Regions from separate parts of the Rattus norvegicus genome. Here region 2 is linked to region 1. A link is a contact called in public Hi-C data. All regions are on one chromosome and are shown on one strand. Each heading gives the region's core, a stretch centred on a gene start, on an enhancer-like site or on the middle of the called end of the contact. The rest is flanking DNA. Distances are from core to core; before and after follow the strand shown. Region 1 holds the start of Klf6 (KLF transcription factor 6). Region 2 has its middle 45 kb from the start of Akr1e2.

Region 1 (5,254 bases), core at 1,634-4,133:
GATTCCCACAGCAGGTCAGAAAGATTTCGCAGCTCACGGTGTGGTCTGAAGACCCTCCTTGGGGGACACAGTTGGCAATATAGGACTGTAGTCAGAATACAGACAGCAGATATCTGTCTGTATCCACTTCACAGACATCAATATAGATCTGAAAAGAAACCTCTCATTTTGCTGTGTAGCTGAGACCTAGGAGATTATATAAATATATACATATATATATACATATATACATATACACATGTATGTTTTTAAATGTCATTTCCCAAGTGCCGGACTGTGGATACCACCAAACTTTAATGATTTCTTCACACTGGCCAGAGAGAACCAAGAAATCTCAACAACAGAAATGAATTCTTTCAGAATGGCCATCTGCTATTGTAAAAAATGGAAAGGGGGAAATTACTCCCTGGCTCTTCTGGGAGTCCCACAATGAACAAGGACTTTATCTCCTGGCCAAGGGTACAACAGTATGAGTCATCACTCCTTTTTCTTTCACGCAATGCCAAAGGAGACTTCCTTTTGAAATTCTGACCAGCAGCCAAATAAGAACTCGGCTCAAATGTACATGCAGTGTGCCACGGACAGAGTGCTTGCTCCTTCCCCGGCCCTGAGACCAACCTTTCAGGGAGCTACACACTTCAGAGATTGGCAATCCCCATCTCCCTACCATCTCAAACTTTCTAGCCACTGGAAGAGAAAAATGGTAGGGAAGATTTTTAGGATTCAATTATGTGGGCCCTGATTTTTTCACTAGCTTTGCCTGCATGCCCATATAAGGCTGCCTGTGCCTCTGTGTATTCTATTCTACAGACAGAAATTTCGGCACTAAACTGCAAATATACATAGATATAGATATAGATATAGATATAGATATAGATATAGATATAGATATAGATAGTTATCAGGGCACAGACCATCTTAAGCACGGACCACCAGCCAAAGGGCTAATGCATACTTAACAATGTGCCTTCTATCACAGTATACACACATCCTCAGCCCTCCCTGTGGGCGGCTTCATACAGCAAGCATGAGCAAGCCACGGAAGGGGTGTGTGTGTGTGTGTGTGTGTGTGTGTGTGTGTGTGTGTGTGTGTACGCACATGCTTGTTTTCTCTTTCCCCACAAAATTCGATGTCTGTTACAGTGCATACAGTATTAAGAATCGAGATGATGATACCTATTATTGATGTGCCAAAGAAATGGCGAGCTCATTTATGAGGATCTTGTTAAACTTTAATCAACTGGCTAATTTAAAATCTCCATTATACTGATGAGCAGCAGTGGGGACCTGACCAAAGCTCTCTGGGAGTTTAAAAGGCTCTGAAGGGGACCAGGAGCCAAGTCTGGCTAGTTGCCCAAATCCCAAAAGCCTAAAGGAAACTACTAAGATCAATTTCAATCACGTCCCAGGGAGCAGCTTCTTTGAGGAGGAAAAATGGGGAGGGGGAGAGAAAGGCAGAGAGGATTGTGAACAATTAAGCCGGCATGTGGAGGTTTCAGCCAACACTTCGCTTTCCCTGCGTTTTAAAGCCTGGGAGGTTGTGAAACCCACGGAATATATTTCATCTGCTAATTCACTTGGAGGAAAAAAAAAAAGCCAGCCCAGAAGGGTAGAGAGATGGTCACGGAATCATCATGGTTTTAAAGACAATGGTAAAAGTGTTTGAGAATATATATATTTTTGCCACTCACAGAATCCTAAGACTTAGAAGGGGGAAGGGGTGTTTCTTTTATTTCCGTTGCCCCAAATTCTAGTTCCACTTAAATGCCGGAATTGGAGATTTTTCTTGCCCAAAGTAAGAACCGAAGCAACTAGGAATGGACTCATTGTCATATGACTGACAAGTCACTTGTGTGCAAACAGCACCCCCACACACACACACCCGCCGCGCAGTCAACAAGAAAAGCAGGTAAGAAAAACAAGGCAGACATACGTGAATGCTAAGACATTATCCAGAAGAAAAAGAAACTGTAAATGGCCTTGAGTTCAAAAAGAACCGCTGCGTTCCGCGAGCAATATCTTAAGACTTTTTTAAAAAATTGGATGTACAAATATCAAAACAAAACCAAAATCCTTAAATCAAATCTTTTGGCAGTCAAGGCAAGCTCGTTCATATGACAGGGTCCAGCTGTGGAGTTTGGAACTGGTACAAGCCCCAAAGTTGTGCCAATGGTTCAGGTCTGGATCGGCCAGAGGAATCTGGGGTCCCCCCCTCAGGTGTATGCTGCTCGGAAGCTCGGAATTAGCAAAAATGAAACAAAAACGAAGAAATAAAAACGTACTGGGAAGGAGAGCTCGCCTCCACACAAATGACAACTCTACTCCTCGCTCCCGAAGGCTCGCTCTACAGTGCCTTCACCATTCCAAGCAGCAGAAGGACATCTTAAGATCATTATTTTATTTTATTTTAAATTAGGCAAATGCTAATCATCATTAAAAAAGATGCACTTCCAAGTACACACCATCTTGCCTGCTCCTCCGCGCAACTCCCTCCTCGGCGCACCGGGCAGGTGAAAAAAAAAAAAAATCCGTATTTACCTGTTGCCAATATTCCTCCAGGGACGGCAGAGCCGAGAAGTAGCCCGTTTCGTGCACAATCTGTAGTTCCTGGAAGATGCTACACATTGGGAGCACATCCATGTCGGGTTGGAAAAGACAGTCCCCGCTGTCGGGAAAACAGGGAGGTGAACGATCAGGAGTCGGAGCAGAAACTGTTCCCGGGAGCGCAGGTGAAAGTTTCATGCAAACTGGATGGCGCTGCAATCGGACGCCGGGTCCGGACCCTCCCGCAGCCCGCAGCGCGCCGAGCCCACGCAATATTTGCAAACAGCGGACTGACTGCAAGCGTAACCCCTGCAAAACTTCCCTATTCAAAGCTCCGCTGCCAGCCTCCCCCCTCCTCCCCCGCTTGGCTCCCCCCACTCCTCCTCCCCCCACGTGACCAGCTTGGAGCTCCGCCCCCCACGGTACCCAATCCTGCCGCTCCTGTCCCGGGGGCTGCGCGACGATGATGTCAGCTCGCACCAATCGCCGGTGCGGTCACACAGCGGCCCCGCCTGGCGTGACCGAGCCTCTCCATTAAAGGCCTTCCTATTGGTGCAATTCGAACTCGGCCTGCGCTGATTGGAAAGACGTCTCGCAGGCTATTTTTAGCAGGGTATATAAGGCGAGGGCTACGGCGCGCCGAAGGAGTCGGCGCTGGGAGGTGCACAGCCTAACGTTGTAGAAGTGCGGCCGGAGCGGCCGGAGCTAGGGGAACCTGGCCGGGGCAACCGGGCACCTGTCCCCGCCGCCCGGCTGCTCGGTTGCACCTTCTGATCCGGTCACCCGGACCGGTACCCAGCAAATCAAGGGAGCAGACATATGCCCAATCCCCCTCATTCCTCCCGATAGTGGCCCGTGTTCCCGGATCCTTCCCTGGCCCTCCATTCTCCTTGATCCCCCGATTTCTCTCTTTGTCCCGAGTCCCCTCCGTACTCAGAGATGCAGAGGTGCCCCGGGGTAGGAGCAAACATGCCCTTATGTCCCCGTGTGGCAATGGGACCAAATGACCGAACAGCAGGGGGACTTGGTGCTCTAGAGTCACTGTGTGGTAGTTTCTGTCTGGATCCCTGGGGTGGAGGATGACAGGAGCCTGAAACTAAAATACCCCCACTTCCTACGCAGGCGGAGGGGGAAAAGCCAGAGCATCTCAAAAGCGCCCTACCTGACCTGTGTGTCAGATACACTCAGTTCTCAGGAATGAATTTTACCTACTCTAAGTTGGAAGTGCAGCTTTTAAGATCAAGATCGCATCGCTGACCCGGCGCCACCGCCACCCCGACTTGGAGAGCTGGACACTTACAGCTTAAAAAAAAATCCCTTTACTTGATGCACACAGTTTTAATTCAAAGAAGATGCAGATTCTGCTGCTAATGGGGTAGAAATGTGTTTATCTTTTAGAAGGCAGTCTCCAAGATGTCTCACGAAGGTTAACAGGCTTTCCCATTGTCGCGTAAACAATTTGAATTGTTTTTCATATGAATTGTCTCCCAAAGCACACCATGATATTCATTTAAAAGGAAAAACCAAAAAAAAAAAAAAAAGGAGGAAAGAGCAGCTAAAAGTTTTGAATAAAATTCCAATTATAATAACTTCGAAAATAATATTTAATGAACAGTATCCTTTTAAAAGTTATCAAACGTGTAAAATAAGTTGAAGAGAGTTTTCATATTTCATTTATGAGGTCTTGGAAAGATGCATGTATAGGCTTGACGGATTTGTAGGCAGGCTTAGTTATGAGCGCAAAGATGGGAAAAGTTATCTTACAATGCCTATTGTATGGATTATATGGAGGTGACCATTGGTCTTCATTTACCCTAGTGACAAAGAAGCAGACCTGTCCCTTACTGGGTTATGTGCCTGAATTCTGTTTCCCTGAAGGAAATAGAAATAGCTTTAGGATACACATGCATAGGTCGCACCAACTTCCCAGGGCGGCCCTTATATAGGAAAGAGCTTTATAATTAGCAGCAAGCATGTGACTTTGGAATAAACCAAGGAAGCGAGAATTACATCAAATCTATGAATGAAAGCCAGCTCCACAGAACTCATGGTAAAGGATTAGGGTGAAAGTAGAAGGCTCTGACTAAGTGAGGGCTTTAATAAGCCTAGAGGAGGCTGGGAAACCTTCGGGGTGTCATAATGAAGATATTGAAACTTGCCTTGGTGGATAGACGATTAGTCATCATTTTAACACATTCCCTTACATTCCCACAGAATGTAAAAAAAAAAAAAAAAGAAAGAAAGAAAAGAAAAGAAAAGAAAAGAAAAGAAAAAGAAATTCCCGGTCTCTTAAAAGCACTGCCAGTTAAATAGAAGATTTGCATAGTTTATTTTTACAAGAGTGAATTTACTTGGACATAATAGAGATACAATCAAAACTGCAACTTTCCGAAAAATTAATTAGTGTAAAAGTAGAGTACATTCATAGACTGAATCCTAAGCAGAAAAAACTCTATGACTTCCTGGTGCACGCACTAGGCATTCAGCACGGATTATTCACTTCCTGCGATGACCCAGGTACACATAAACTTACACAGCAAGCAAAAGCCCGATCATAGACGCGGTGAGGGGGAGGGCTCCAAATGTGTGTTGAGAGAAAGGCATTTGCACTCCTGAGCATTAACTATTGAAGGGAAAAATACCCTTGGCTTTGTTAGGAAGGTCTGTGCGAATGATCTGAGTAATACAGTGTTTGATTTAAAACAAAGTA
Region 2 (5,431 bases), core at 1,174-3,673, 1.1 Mb after region 1:
ATATAGAACCCAATTAACTCCTTTTGTGAACTGAAATTTAATTAAATGATTGCTCTGATGTTGGCATTTTTATTTATACATTTTGTACAATAATTCACTTTTGTAATCAAGACTTTCTAGTGTAGTATTTAAATTTGAGAATGCCTTATTTGAATATTGTTTTTATATAATTTCTACCCCTACCTTTCCCTCCATGTCACCCCTCAAAAGGATCACCTCTCAAATTCATGATCTTCCATAATTAATGCACGTGCACACACACACACACACACACACACACACACACACACACACACCATAACCTGCTGAGTCCAATCACTGTTGCTTGTATGTTCATACATTAAAGGCTGACCGCTGAGGACAGAGGTATTATCATTAAAGAAAGCTGGTTTTCTCTCCTTCAGTAGCCGTCAACTGCCCTCATCTAGGGGTGGGACGCTGTGAAGCTTTTTCCATCCAAGGTGGCATGCAAACTACCATGATGTTTGCAGATATTGTCTAGGACACCTTATTGTTGGAAGGTGATAGATGCCGACCGAATACCAGGTCACAGTTGTGTAAAACACTGCTCTATGGACATGACAGGAATGTAGATTTGTTTTTTAATATTGTATTTCCTGATTATGACACATAGCAACTCCATTTATTTTTAAAATGCCACTCCGTTTTCATTGGATGAAAGAAATCATTACCCATTGTGTAGTTTGGGTTGAAATCCTGGATCCTCAGTTTTTAGAACATGAAGAATAAAGGGTTCAATGTGCCACAGACACACACGCTGATGCCTAGTGAGTATGAGGCCATGCTGGGAAAAATAAGATATATCTTGAAAAAGAAAGAAAAAAACAGAAATAAAAGCAACAAAAAAACTTATATTTTCTGTGGATTAAAACAAACAGCAAAGAAAAAGCAAAGAAAAAGAAAAAGTAGATAAGAATTTTTCTTCAAGAAATTTTGATTTTCCAAATATTCTTTTTCCTCATGTGTCGTGGTTAACTTTAACAGTCAACTTTAGAGTCATTTGAGAGGAAAGCCTCAAATGAGGACTACCCCTGGTAAGATTACAGTGTGCAGGAATGTTCTGCAGGGGTTGCCTTACTGATATTGGGGAATCCAGACTAGAGTGAGAGACCTAATTCCCTAGGCTGGTGGTCCTGAGATGTGTAAGAATTCTGCGCATGAGCCTGGGAGTGAAGCAGCAAATGACATTTTTCTATCACTTCTACTTCAAGCCCCTCCTTCAGTTTCCGTCTTGAATTCCTTCAGTGATGGATTCTAAAGCATGAGATGAAATAAACCCTTTTCTTCTCTACGTGACCTTTGACTTTTTATCATGGCAGCTGATCATCACTTTTTTATCAAGAGCGTCTAATTCATTATTTTCAGCGGAAATTATAATTTATAATCTGGCAGGGAGCTTTTATAATAGTTGACATTGTCCTCATGAAAACATGAGAAGTAACGAATTCATTTTAACCTAATATTTGTATTTGTTAGTAGTTGCATATCCTACCTATGTTCCAGAAGGTGGCCCCACCTTCATGTACAAGCTAATGATCTGACGTCCATGGCTAGAATCAATTTTCTGTCATTTTAATTTATTAGCAGTGGTGATTACCACTGATACAATGTATGTCCCCTCTGACCTCAACCTCCCATTGCATCCCTCTTTCTATGAACTAAGCATGTTGTTAATATGGACTTTTACACCGTGAGGACTATACTTGTATTAGCCTTTTAGCAACACTGTCAAAGCCATATCTTCCTCATCATTTCTTTTACTGTGAAATCTGTTGACTGTACAGGAAACATCTTCACAGTCTGAGTTAAATGTGTGAACAACAGCTCTTTTCTCTTTACTACAGAAATAGCTAGAGGATGGACAGGAAACATTTGGCAAAATGTCTTCCTTGGGTCACACAACAGAAATGGGAGGAGGTTCTGTTCTCACTGAAAATGCCGCTGTTACTTAAATGGCTTATGTCTCAGAAAGTGTGACCGTGACCGATGTCCTAAATAAACATAGATGGACATACATTTCCACTAATAATCACATGCCTCACAAAGTTTTATTACATGGCTAATATAGAATTAACCCAAAAACTATGGCTAATTCCATCCACAACAGATTTAAGTAGGGTATTCTCTAAGCGTCTCCATTGTAGGTAGTTCAAGGTCATGAATCTCAGATTTCTTAGCCATTAAAGCAAGGTCTTAAGGGGACAGCCAGATATAATGTATAACAATGCCATAATTATTTTAGCATGATCATTAAATACTTCATGGTTATATTTCTAAATATTATTTGTCAATAACATCTTATTTTAGGACCATTAAGAATTCATAGGCAAGGGAGAGGAAATGATTGGCATTTTTCCTCTCAGAGGTAAATTTAAAATGGGTTGTTGCGCCATCTGTTGGCAGCTCTAAAGCCATCCAATGGAGACGCCAAGCTCGTTCATATTTTTAACAGCATGTTTCATTTTTACCCCCGCTCTCTCTGGAAAGGCTTTCAAACATGCTTTCTGAACCTCATGCAAGGTGAGCCTAAATGCCAATAATTACGATTCTTTAAAAACTATTGTGAAGTTGTGAGCTTTACATCACGTGCTTTATTCCCTTTTTCACATGTCTTCAAGGAGGTAGAGATTGTTTTCCCTTCTTCTTAAACGCATACCACTTTGGATTCTATGGTATAAAAAAAAAAAAAAACAAAAACAGGATCATTTGGACGCTGAGAACTAGTATTTAAAATGGAACCCCACCCCCACCCCCAACTCCAGACTCACTCCAGGAAGCTAAAAGCTGCAAAATGAAGCAAGCAAGCGGCTTCCCTGGCTACAATCATCTAACTATACTTCTTCCCATAGGCATGCTAACAGAGTCTTTCCCCAAATGACACTTTGTGATGTATCATACATATGCATGATTCCATCCTGCCAAGGAACAGGAAGCAACGTGGCGAGTGCTTTTGTGAAAGGGATGGTTTGAGTCAAAGTTGTGGTGAATAAAAGTACATTCATGAACAAAGAACAAAGGAAATTCCTTTCCATTAGAAAGAATGCATTTTTTTTGTATAGCACTGGAGAGATAATTAAAAAGCACAGTTCTTTATTCGGCACCGTGCGTCTCTTTGAACTGTCAAGATACACATGGAAAGGTGTTTTGTGTTTATGGAACAGAAGATAAAGTGTGTCTCTTTTAGGGTAAATAAAAGGGGCACATTGTTTCGGTAAATAATTCTAATATAAAAAAAAAGATAGACTTATTCTCCCACTATCAATCCACTGAGAATAAACACTAAGTTTTTGGGAAGGTCTGCATTGTAAAGTTTGTCCAATTGCTACCTCAGGCCATGTTGCAGGGCCAGCTGAAGGTGACTTGAGAACAATAGAGACGTCAATAAATTATGGAACCCAAAAGTCTCTCCTTGAATTAGGACACAGTAGCCACTTCTACAAAGGTTACATAACCATATTCAATGTTTGGAAACAGTCATGAAACTAAACGGTGGAACTGCTGATACACACTGCGGGCCTAACAGTAAGCCATGTTGTTTGAAAATGAACCCTTATCGAGTGCGTCCCACGAAGAATGGCTAACATGTCCATGACAGAACTTTGTGGAAATAATCAGAGGTTTTCATGAGAATGGGATGCTTTAGAGTTGAAACTCCCTCTGCGACCAGGACCATTGGTTATGTCTTCACAATGATGGGGAAGTGATGCGTCAGAAAATGCAAATCCATTTTAGCTAGTATGAAATACTTCATTAGTATGAACACTGTGCTGCGGTTTGGATTGTCACCCCATCATTTCCTTTGTCTCCACACTCCCTTCTATCCACCTGGACTTAGATACCGTAGTTCAATAGTGCATAGATATAAAATGGCCCATACATATACAGCCACCAAACTAGATAACATGGATGAAGCAAAGAAGTGCAGGCTGACAGGAACGGGATGTAGATCTCTCCGGAGAGACACAGCCAGAATATGACAAATACATAAGTGAATGCCAGCAGCAAAACACTGAACTGAGAACAGACCCCCGTTGAAGGAGTCAGAGAAAGGACTGGAAGAGCTTGAAGGGGCTTGAGACCCCATATGTACAACAATGCCAAGCAACCAGAGCTTCCAGGGACTAAGCCACTACCTAAAGACTATACATGGACTGACCCTAGACTCTGACCTCATAGGTAGCAATGAATATCCTAGTAAGAGCTCCAGTGGAAGGGGAAGCCCTTGGTCCTGCCAAGGCTGGACCCCCAGTGAACAGGATTCTTGGGGGGTGGGCCGTAAAGGGGGAAGGATGGGGAGGAGAACACACATATAGAAGGGGAGGAAGAGGAGTTAGGGGGATGTTGACCCGGAAACTGGGAAAGGGAATAACAATTGAAATGTAAAGAAGAAATACCCAAGTTAATAAAGATGGAGAAAAAATAAAAAAAAATTAAAGAAATAACTACCATTCACAAATAAATTCACTACAGGAACCTTCTGCTCAAGATGTGTACTCCTTTCTGAAGCTAAGTTGTCTCTGAAATCAACAACAACCAAATACTTCTGTGCTTGCCAAAATTAATAAATACCCATTTCCATTTCTCCATCTCCAATTGGGTAACTACTCGGTTGGCTATGTCCCTCTTTTGGCTGCTTTGGAGCTTGTAATGGGTGAGGTAAATATTTACAGTCAAGTGTGAGTGTCCACAAGAGAGTCACCTTGGTCCAGATCGCAGCAAGCTTAGCATATTAAGGCTGACCAGGGAAAACAATGAAAATGTCAATAAGGGCATCATCAAACCCCACTAATGGCTATAGAGGCTATGCCTTATTAAAACAGGCAGCGAGCAGGAAGACACTGGAAACCCATCAGCTCACCCAGCTAGTCCTTTTTATTCTCAAATAGCATGAAACCAAAGGGAATTTGAAAGAACCCATTTAAATGTGGACAAATTGTGGAACGCTAAATAACATTTTAAATATAAATTTACCAGAGGCGCACATGCAAAGATACGAATTTGTCAGCGACCACGTTTTTATTCACAATGTACTCACACTGATCTTTTGGAAACCGTTCTTATGTTGACTGATAAATAATAGTCAATTTTATACTGAATAGAAACCCCCTTAAATGTCCTAGCCATTCAAATATCGTTCCTGCTTTCTCAGATCCATCTTTAAGATGACTGACTGACAATCTGACCACAGAGACACAGAATTATACTTGCTAGATGTTCGCATCTTTTTTTCAAAAATGTGGGAACACTATACCTCGGGGTTCACATTATTTTTAGATTTATTTCAAATTCGCAGATCATATTATTAAAAACATATGTATAATATAAAGTAAAAGAGAGGCAAACATATACTGTGCTCGCCAAATAATTCTCTTTTCGTTACTATGAAAACTGGCAATTTCTTGAATATTTC

Evidence for each region. Hi-C and Micro-C count contacts between places; a contact is called where the count stands out from the background.
Region 2: a Hi-C map of the A7r5 cell line shows a contact between it and region 1, with 14 times the contacts expected there. The contact joins the enhancer-like site here to the promoter of Klf6 in region 1. A contact is called at or near these places in 7 of 12 Hi-C or Micro-C datasets (the A7r5 cell line, the Rat2 cell line, Schwann cells and 4 more) and 1 of 1 datasets of contacts at active chromatin or transcription factors (oligodendrocytes).

Annotation. Positions count from the first base shown.
Region 1 is chr17:69,455,595-69,460,848 of GRCr8, forward strand. Klf6 (KLF transcription factor 6) reads right to left here and starts at 2,884. Exons shown (of 4, transcript NM_031642.5): 1 at 2,539-2,884. The coding sequence starts at 2,742.
Region 2 is chr17:70,598,623-70,604,053 of GRCr8, forward strand. No RefSeq gene overlaps it. Among named protein-coding and RNA genes, the nearest start is that of Akr1e2, 45 kb to the right of the region's middle. Within about 2 kb of position 2,424, at least 7 of the 93 cell types and tissues checked have an H3K27ac peak or open chromatin away from gene starts, as enhancers often do. A contact at or near this core is called in the A7r5 cell line, where this site is marked.